Linked DNA regions of Oryza sativa: region 2 is linked to region 1. Evidence: chromatin contacts called from public HiCAR-type data. All regions are on one chromosome and are shown on one strand. Each heading gives the region's core, a stretch centred on a gene start, on an enhancer-like site or on the middle of the called end of the contact. The rest is flanking DNA. Distances are from core to core; before and after follow the strand shown.

Region 1 (4,091 bases), core at 1,097-3,596:
ATAATTCTCCTCCATGTATGATGATACCCCTATAGTATGTATAACTATGTATTCTCTTCGTTCCAAAATACATTACGAGTCGTGGTTGATTTATTTTATGATAAAAGAAAACTATGTGTGAGAAAAAGAAAAAAAAAGGGTGATATCCATTGACCTTGACGCAGCATCATACTAGTATCCTGCAGCGGATGTTAATTCACCACGTGAATTCGTGGTCGCCATATTTTTACCGTGGCGACAGCGACGGGTTGCCGGGGAAAGGGAGCAGAAGCAGCAGCTGCACGCGGCCGTGCTAATCCTAATCCGCACAGGCGCGGCACAGCTCAGCTGCCGGACAGCGACAACCGGGGAGGTCAGGCAGGGACGGACGACGCTAAAACTGCAGCGCTCACGCACGCGGCTCCTCGGCGAATCGCGCGATGGGTTTCCGCTGCGTTTCCTGCGGGTATTTTTTCACTTGGGTTGGTTTCACGGGCGTGGCGTCGGTCAGCTTTGGGCGGCCCGATCGGCGCGCGGCTTGGGTTGGGGGCGCCAATCGCGAGGGGGGTTGCATGCGTGCGTGACATGGCGGCGTCTTCGACTGGTGGTGGTGTGGTGGATTGGCAGTTGTGCCCCTGGTGTGGTGGCTGGTGCCCGGGGGGCGCGTGCAAAGTTTGGTGGTGCCGTGTACCAGGTCGTGAACTCGGTTTTCCTCCGTTATCTGTGCTGTGGCTGAGGGCTAGGGGATCGGACCTGGGGCTTAAGTTATTTGTTACTCCCTCCGTTCCATAATATAGTAATCTGGACTAGACAATATATTTTATAGTACAACGAATCTGGACAGATGCATATATAGATTTATTGTAGAAATATTCTAGTTGTTATATTATGGGACGGAAAGAGTACATAGTATGGGTTTACTTTTAAGCGGTACTACTAGGCATGTTTGACGTTCGTTTGAGTTGACCGATGGTGCTGCAACTTGTTGTTAGCCAAGGAAAATTTTGACGTCCATCTGAGCTACTTGTACACGAATTCAAATCAAAATCCAACAAAATAACATCGTACACTGAATTTTGCTATTTGTCCGGTGGTTAATCGGTAATTGTGGTTACTAGTGCTCAATTGTGATGTACGGATATATCGGTGAAATTCAATAAGGCCTCTTTGAATCGCAAGAATAAAAAAACATAAGAATAGAAAAAACGCAGGATTTTGATAAGAATGTAAGGGTAAAACAGAGAATTGTAAAACACAGGAATGGTCGTTTGATTGGACCGTAGGAAAAACGCAGGAATTAGAGGAGAGATAAAGACTCAAAGGAAAGTTTCCAAGAGGTTTTACCTCATGTTAGAATTCCTCCAAAACTTGCATGGCATTAGGCAATCCATAGGAATTTCATAGGATTCCATAAGATCCATTCATTCGATTCAAAGGGCTATATAGGAAAAATTCATATAGGAAAGAAATCCTCTAAAATTCCTATGAATTTCCTTTGAATCAAAGGGGCCTAAATTTTCGGTTTTAGTTTGTTTTTTTCTATACATTTGATTTGTCAACAATAAATACTTTTTTTTAGTTGTTGTTTATTTTTTTCGTTAAATTTGATTGTTTCCATTTGCAATTTCTAAATACGAACCTGCTCAATAATACAATATTTTTTAAGAAGAAATTATAAGCGTGTTGGGGATTGAACACGGACATCGGGATTGAAACCAAGCACCCCTTGCCACCACACTAGCAAAATGCATCTCTCAACAACAGTGCTTATAAAAGGACAATTAGTGAGTGGTTCTCTTCACGTTTCGAAACCCTAAACCGTATCAAGCAAGATCGATGTGCAATCTTAAAGATCCTTCAAATACAATACAAAGTAAAATTTAATCCATGTTTACCTCCAATATTTTTCCACATGAATAAAAAAAACCTTTCACCCCTATTTTCCCTTGTGTATAATAGTAGATCCCAGCTTGAAATAGCTTGCAAGCTTCCCTAACCTAAAGACAGGCATCCACCCTCCAAATTACATTACACAGTACCTAGGCCAGCCAAGCCAAAACCACCCTCCCTCCCTTACCCGCCGCTAACAATCCCCAACCACAAAGCACGTACGCACGCCCTTGCATCATTCTCCTCCTCCCTTAATCCGTAAGAAAGAGACCCCCACAACCACAACCAAACCCAACCTGTCGCCCCCATTTTTTTTCTCCTCTTTTCACCGTCAGACAAGGTGATCGAGAGAGGGGCAGCATCGCCATTTCCAACCCATTTTCAAGCGCCGGCCGTCGCTGTCTGTCGACGACGAGAACGCGTACGCCGCCCGCCTCCTCCTCGATAAATAAAAGGGACTCACCCTCTCCTCGCCTCGCCTCGCCTCGCTAACCCATTCCCAAAAGCAAAGCGAACCTAAGCTCGCTTCGTCTCTCTCTCGGATTCGATCATGGCGCAGAGGGAGAAGAAGGTGGAGGAGCCGACGGAGCTGAGGGCGCCGGAGATGACGCTCTGCGCCAACAGCTGCGGGTTCCCGGGCAACCCGGCGACCAACAACCTCTGCCAGAACTGCTTCTTGGCTGCCTCGGCGTCTTCTTCTTCTTCTTCCGCCGCTGCCTCGCCGTCGACGACGTCGTTGCCGGTGTTTCCGGTGGTGGAGAAGCCGAGGCAGGCCGTACAGTCGTCGGCGGCGGCGGCGGTGGCGCTGGTGGTTGAGCGGCCGACGGCGGGGCCGGTGGAGTCGTCGTCGAAGGCGTCGAGGTCGTCGTCGGTCAACCGATGCCACAGCTGCCGGAGGCGGGTGGGCCTGACCGGGTTCCGGTGCCGCTGCGGCGAGCTCTACTGCGGCGCGCACCGGTACTCCGACCGCCACGACTGCAGCTTCGACTACAAGTCGGCGGCGAGGGACGCCATCGCCAGGGAGAACCCCGTCGTCCGCGCCGCCAAGATCGTTAGGTTCTAAAAGGATAATACAAGGGGAAACCAACCTGAATTTTCCTCCTTTTTTCTTTCTTTTTTCTTCTTCTTTCCTTTTAAAAATTAAAGTTGAGGGTATTATTTTTTCTTTTCCTGAGAGCTTCTTAAAGGTGAAAGGGGAAAAAAAAGAAAGAAAAAGAAAAGGAGATGAGATGGGTGACTCAAGATGCATCAAGCAAAGGAAGAACAATATGATGATGATGATGTTGTTGTTGTAGTGGTGGTTGAGGTTGGAAGTTGGATGGAAAGAGGGAGGAAGGAAGAAGATGGGGTTGTTGTGTTGTCCTCCCACAAATCTCTATTTAATTTTAATTCCCTTTTGTATAAAATTTATTATTATCTGTGGAGAGCATTATTATCAGCTTGAGCTAGTGGCATCTTTCTTTTTATTATCTCCTCTTTTTTTTTTCCTCCATTGGTTGTGAATTGCCCTGACAGCTCAATCATTGACGCTACTTGGAGCCATCCATTAGTAGTTGAACCGGATTGGATTAGTTCGCCTGGCATTATTGGTAGGTCCAAGTTGCGTACACTAATTATTTCCCTGTTCTTTTTTTAAATTTTTTTAAGATAGGTAACCGTCCTGTATTCGAATTGATTAAAAATCGTATTGATACCACCTAATACGGCTGCAAATTGACCACCACGTGTCGACATTTGTTCACACACTTGGTTTCCTCTTTCAGACCAAATTTCAGCTCACAATTCATCATCTTTTCCTTTTCCAAAACACATTACAAACAGAAAAATGATTATATACATGCGTGCAATTCACCATCTATTGAATAAAAACAAGAAATGGAAATCAATTCAGTTTTTTTTTCACTGTAGGCTGATTTTGAAATTTAGAATTTGATTTTGGAACTAGTTGTGCTTTAGTTGCATGACTCCCATTTCATGATTAACACGAAAACAAATGCTACTATCCATTAAAATTAATACAAAAAAATCAAGCTTCAAGAAATTCGTTTTAAAATATGCCCTCTCAGAATATTTTCTTCTACCATACAGCTTAGACAATTTTTTTCTAAACTATTTGTTAAATTTATTTTAAAATATATAATACATAATTTAGTAGATAATCCATATAATAATCCTGTGAAAAAATAATTCAATCAGGGATTTAAAGTCGATTTGGATGAAAC
Region 2 (4,357 bases), core at 1,399-3,898, 140 kb after region 1:
ATTTTAAAATAATACCGTTTAACAGTTTGAAAAGTGTATACGCGAAAAACGAGAAAGGTGAGTTGGAACTCAAAAGAACACAGTCTTAGAACACGTCCTTTTCGGCTAGCCGGTTTGGATGATAGCTACATGTAAATCGAGAAACATGATTAACATATGATTAATTAAGTATTAATTATAAAAAATTAAAAACTAAATTTATTTGATTTTTTAAAGTATTTTTTATATAGAAAATTTTCACACGAAATATATTGTTTAGTAGTTTGAAAAACGTGTTAACGAAAACGACGAGTAGTTAAGCTGAACTAACCGATGGAGTTTGTTGTCTTTTTACCGTGAGACGGGACGAGAGAGCAGCGGAATTCCACATCCCGGCACGGCCCCCACGCCCACAGTCCACCACTCCACCGATCCTTTCGGATAACGTCAAAACCCCTTTGCCTGCTGCTCCCTGCCCAAAATAGTCTGCATCTCTTTGCTTAAAACGGCCACAAAAAAACGTGGTTTTCTCTGCTCTGCCCCTCCCCTTGGGCAAGAAAACATACGCTCAGGTGTGCCCATGGGGCAATGGGCCCTACCAATGCTTAACTTTGCTGGTTTAAAGCCACCCTCCATGGGTTTGCCTTTTGTTGTCAAGTCATCTCTTTGTCACTCCATCTTTCATAAAGCCATCACTAGTTTCTTTTCTTTCCTTTTCTTTTCCAGTATTTATTTTGTTTAGTTATTTGTTCTTTCTGTTGTGCAAGCCATGATAAGGTGGTGGATTGCATCTTCTGTGGATTAAATGTGTTGCTTAAGGAAAATATCTGATTCTAAAATTTATCTCAGATGTATAACTCTATTTATAACAATATATAGTCGTATCATGGATTTATCAATAAAATCGTTCAGCGTGATAACCGATATGTCATGATAGCACTAAAATCAAGAAAATATTATCAATATCGCCAACCATATGCTTATATCTCCATAATATATCATTTTTAGTGAAAGAAAAAGTAATAAGTCATTGCTCTATCTTTGTTACCACAATATTAACATGATCACCAACGCATTAGTTATTTTTTTTATCTTCATTCATAGCTTTCATGATACTAAAAGTTAACTTTATGCTATCCTCTTTGCAAAACACAAGGATTCAGCAAATATTAGCCCTTGACGTTTAGCCCACGCCTCGCATTTGTTGCTAGTCATGGAGACCAACTAATATGAATGATTTAAGGAAGTACAATTAAAGCAAAGTGTGAAAAACTCCATCGAGTGAGGAAAACATCACAAATGAACTTTTTTTCTCAATCATCCAGCCAACAAAGAAAGAGGCTAAAAAAAATTTTGTCTTGTTCTTAGCTCCAATATTTTGTAGGTTTGAGAAGCTAATTTGGCGTTGTTACTCCATTTTGGAGCATGCTATAACATCATGCTAGACTTTTGCTATCATTCATTTTGGATGCAACCAATATAATGCTATTTGGTCATTGCCACTCTTTTTTCCATGGGCACTATCTATCAGTGTTGACTCGCTTGGCCACTCTATATATAAAACGTGACACTATTAACTACAGTATACCTTTAAGCTTTCACATTCCAAATCAGCCTTAATGCCTTAACATGATAACATGAGTTAGAGTCATATTTACACTTAAATCAATTCCGTCAGCATGGATGCGTATGATTAGAGATCAACACCGGATAAGAGTAATTCCTACCAATCATGGGGTGTTTAGTTTCCACTCCAAAATTTTACACCCTATCACATCGAATGTTTGAACATCTGCACGGAGTATTAAATATAGGTTTAAAAAATAACTAATTACACATATTGTGACTAATTTGCAAGACGAATCTTTTAAGTCTAATTGCTCCATGATTTGACAATGTGATGCTTTAGTAAATATTTGCTAATGATGGATTAATTATACTTAATAAATTTGTCTTGCGGTTTATTGACAGATACTGTAATTAGTTTTTTTATTAGTACCCGAACATCCTATACGACACCTTATATAATACCCGATGTGATACGCCAAAACTTTAAACCTGCATCTAAGGGGGTGTTTAGATGGGGCTAAAATTTTTTAGCCCATGTCACATCGGATGTTTGGACGCTAATTTAGAGTATTAAATATAGACTAATAAAAAACTAATTTTATAAATGAGAGCTAATCCGCGAGACGAATTTTTTAAGCCTAATTAATTCATAATTATCAAAAGTTTACTGTAGCACCACATTGTCAAAATTATAGCGTAATTAGACTCAAAAGATTCGTTTCGCGAATTAGTCCAATGTTATGAAATGGATTTTGTAATTAGTGTATGTTTAATACTCTAAATTAGTATCCAAATATCTGTGATAGAGACTTGAAATAAGTCCCTGAAAATCAAACAGCCCCTAAGTAACTCTTCAATCGATTAGATTAGTGGTAGTACAGTAGTCCGATGGTTCAGGCAGCAAAGCAAACTGGGAAGACCGCGCACCACACCGAGCAAGTCATGCTGTCAACCAACGAAGGGGGCATTTCGGTAAACTCGCACCTAGGGGGCGAAAGCAACCGCGACGGCGAGGGCATTGTCGTAATTGTAAAGCCACGAGAGAGGGCGCTCACTCCCACACCACGATATATAAAAATTCGCTCCACGCACACACGATCGCATCCCCCCGCAAAAGCAATCCGCCGATTAAACTAACCCAAAAAAAAAAGAAAAAAAACTACTCCTCCTCCTCGCCCAACCCCGCAAAAGCAGCGGCGACCTCGCGAAGCCAAGCCACCACCACTTCTTCCTTCGCTCGCTCGCGTATTTTCTTTTGCTTTTTTGTGTGCTCATTTCCTCGCCGTAAAGAAGCGAGGAGGAGGAAGCGTAGCTTGAGAGGCTGGAGAGATCGATCGAGAGAGCTTAGCAACAGCAGCAAAGTGATTGGAGTTGAGCTTGTCCGTCTTGAAAAGTCGCTGATCTTTTCTTGTTTACTTTCTTCTTTTTATTTCTTTCTTGTGTTGCTGAATTGAGGTTGTGTGGGCGGCCATGGCGAGGAGGCGGAGATAGGAGGTGGGTGGTTGTTGTTGTTGTTTGATTTGGTGGGTTGAGGTGGGAGAATTGGAGTTTTGTTGGAGAAGAGAGGAGAGAAGGGGATGTACGGCTCGCCGGTTTCCAAGGATCTGAACCTCCCGGTGCAGCCGCCGGCGATGAGCTCGTCGGGCTTGCTGCGGTACAGATCGGCGCCGAGCACGCTGCTCGCCGAGTTCTGCGACGACTTCCTCCCGCCCGCCGCCGCGCCCCGCGCCGCCAGCCCCGACGCCGACAACGTCTTCTCCCGCTTCCTCGCCGACCACCAGATCCGTGACAAGTCTCCCCCCGCCACCGCCGCCGCCGCCGCCGCTGCCGCTCACTTCCCCGACGACCCCACCATGGCCACCCAGCACCACCACCAGCAGCAGATGATGTTCCAGCACCACCCGCAGCAGATGGCCTCTGTCGAGGGGCTCTACCGCACCGTCAGCTCCACCGGGATTGACGCCGCCACCGCCGCCGCCAACGCCGCCGGTGGCGGCGGCGGCGGGCTGCTCCGGCAGAGTAGCTCGCCCGCCGGATTCCTCAATCATTTGAACATGGACAACGGTTAGTAGTACTACTTCCTTAATTCTCTCCTTCTTTTGGTAATGGTAGTTGCACACGCCTACTACTTGCTTCGGCAGCAGCAGCAATTATTACTGTTCTTGCTCGAGTTCTTCTCGGGAACATTTCCATTTCCGGAACTGAGTCCCGCACTGTTCGGTTTCAGGGTACGGGAGCATGCTGCGGGCGGGCATGGCGGCAGCCGGCGGTGGGGTGGGGTTCAGGAACGGCGCGAACGCCGCCGCCGCGGCCGACTCCCCCGGCGGCAGCGGGGGCAGGCTGAAGGGGCAGCTCAGCTTCTCGTCGCGGCAGGGCTCGCTCATGTCGCAGATCTCGGAGATGGACAGCGAGGAGCTCGGTGGGAGCAGCCCCGAGGGCGCCGGTGGCGGCGGCGGCGGCGGTGGCCGGGGTTACCTCTCCGGGTACCCGATGAGCTCCGGGTGGGAGGAGTCGTCGCTCATGTCGGACACGAACATCTCCGGCGTGAAGCGCCAGCGCGACTCGTCGGAGCCGTCCCAGGTTCGATTCACAAAATTCCCATCGATTCCGTTGATAGATGATTTGTACAAGAAACTGACGACGACGATTTGTGGCGGTGGCGCAGAACGGCGGCGGCGGCGGCGGCCTGGCGCACCAGTTCAGCCTGCCGAAGACCTCGTCGGAGATGGCGGCCATCGAGAAGTTCCTCCAGTTCCAGGACGCGGTGCCCTGCAAGATCCGCGCCAAGCGCGGCTGCGCCACGCACCCG

What was found. HiCAR-type assays count read pairs that join an accessible place to other places.
Region 2: a contact with region 1 is called in a HiCAR-type map of leaf, with 1.8 times the contacts expected there. The contact joins the promoter of LOC4345984 here to the promoter of LOC4345973 in region 1. A contact is called at or near these places in 2 of 15 Hi-C or Micro-C datasets (leaf and seedling) and 1 of 4 datasets of contacts at active chromatin or transcription factors (leaf).

What each region holds. Positions count from the first base shown.
Region 1 is chr8:25,097,345-25,101,435 of ASM3414082v1, forward strand. It overlaps LOC4345973 (zinc finger A20 and AN1 domain-containing stress-associated protein 11-like), which reads left to right and starts at 2,347. Exons shown (of 1, transcript NM_001422620.1): 1 at 2,347-3,564. The coding sequence starts at 2,420. The coding sequence ends at 2,932.
Region 2 is chr8:25,232,722-25,237,078 of ASM3414082v1, forward strand. It overlaps LOC4345984 (transcription factor bHLH130), which reads left to right and starts at 2,649. Exons shown (of 6, transcript XM_015795213.3): 1 at 2,649-3,612; 2 at 3,776-4,128; 3 at 4,214-4,357. The coding sequence starts at 3,126.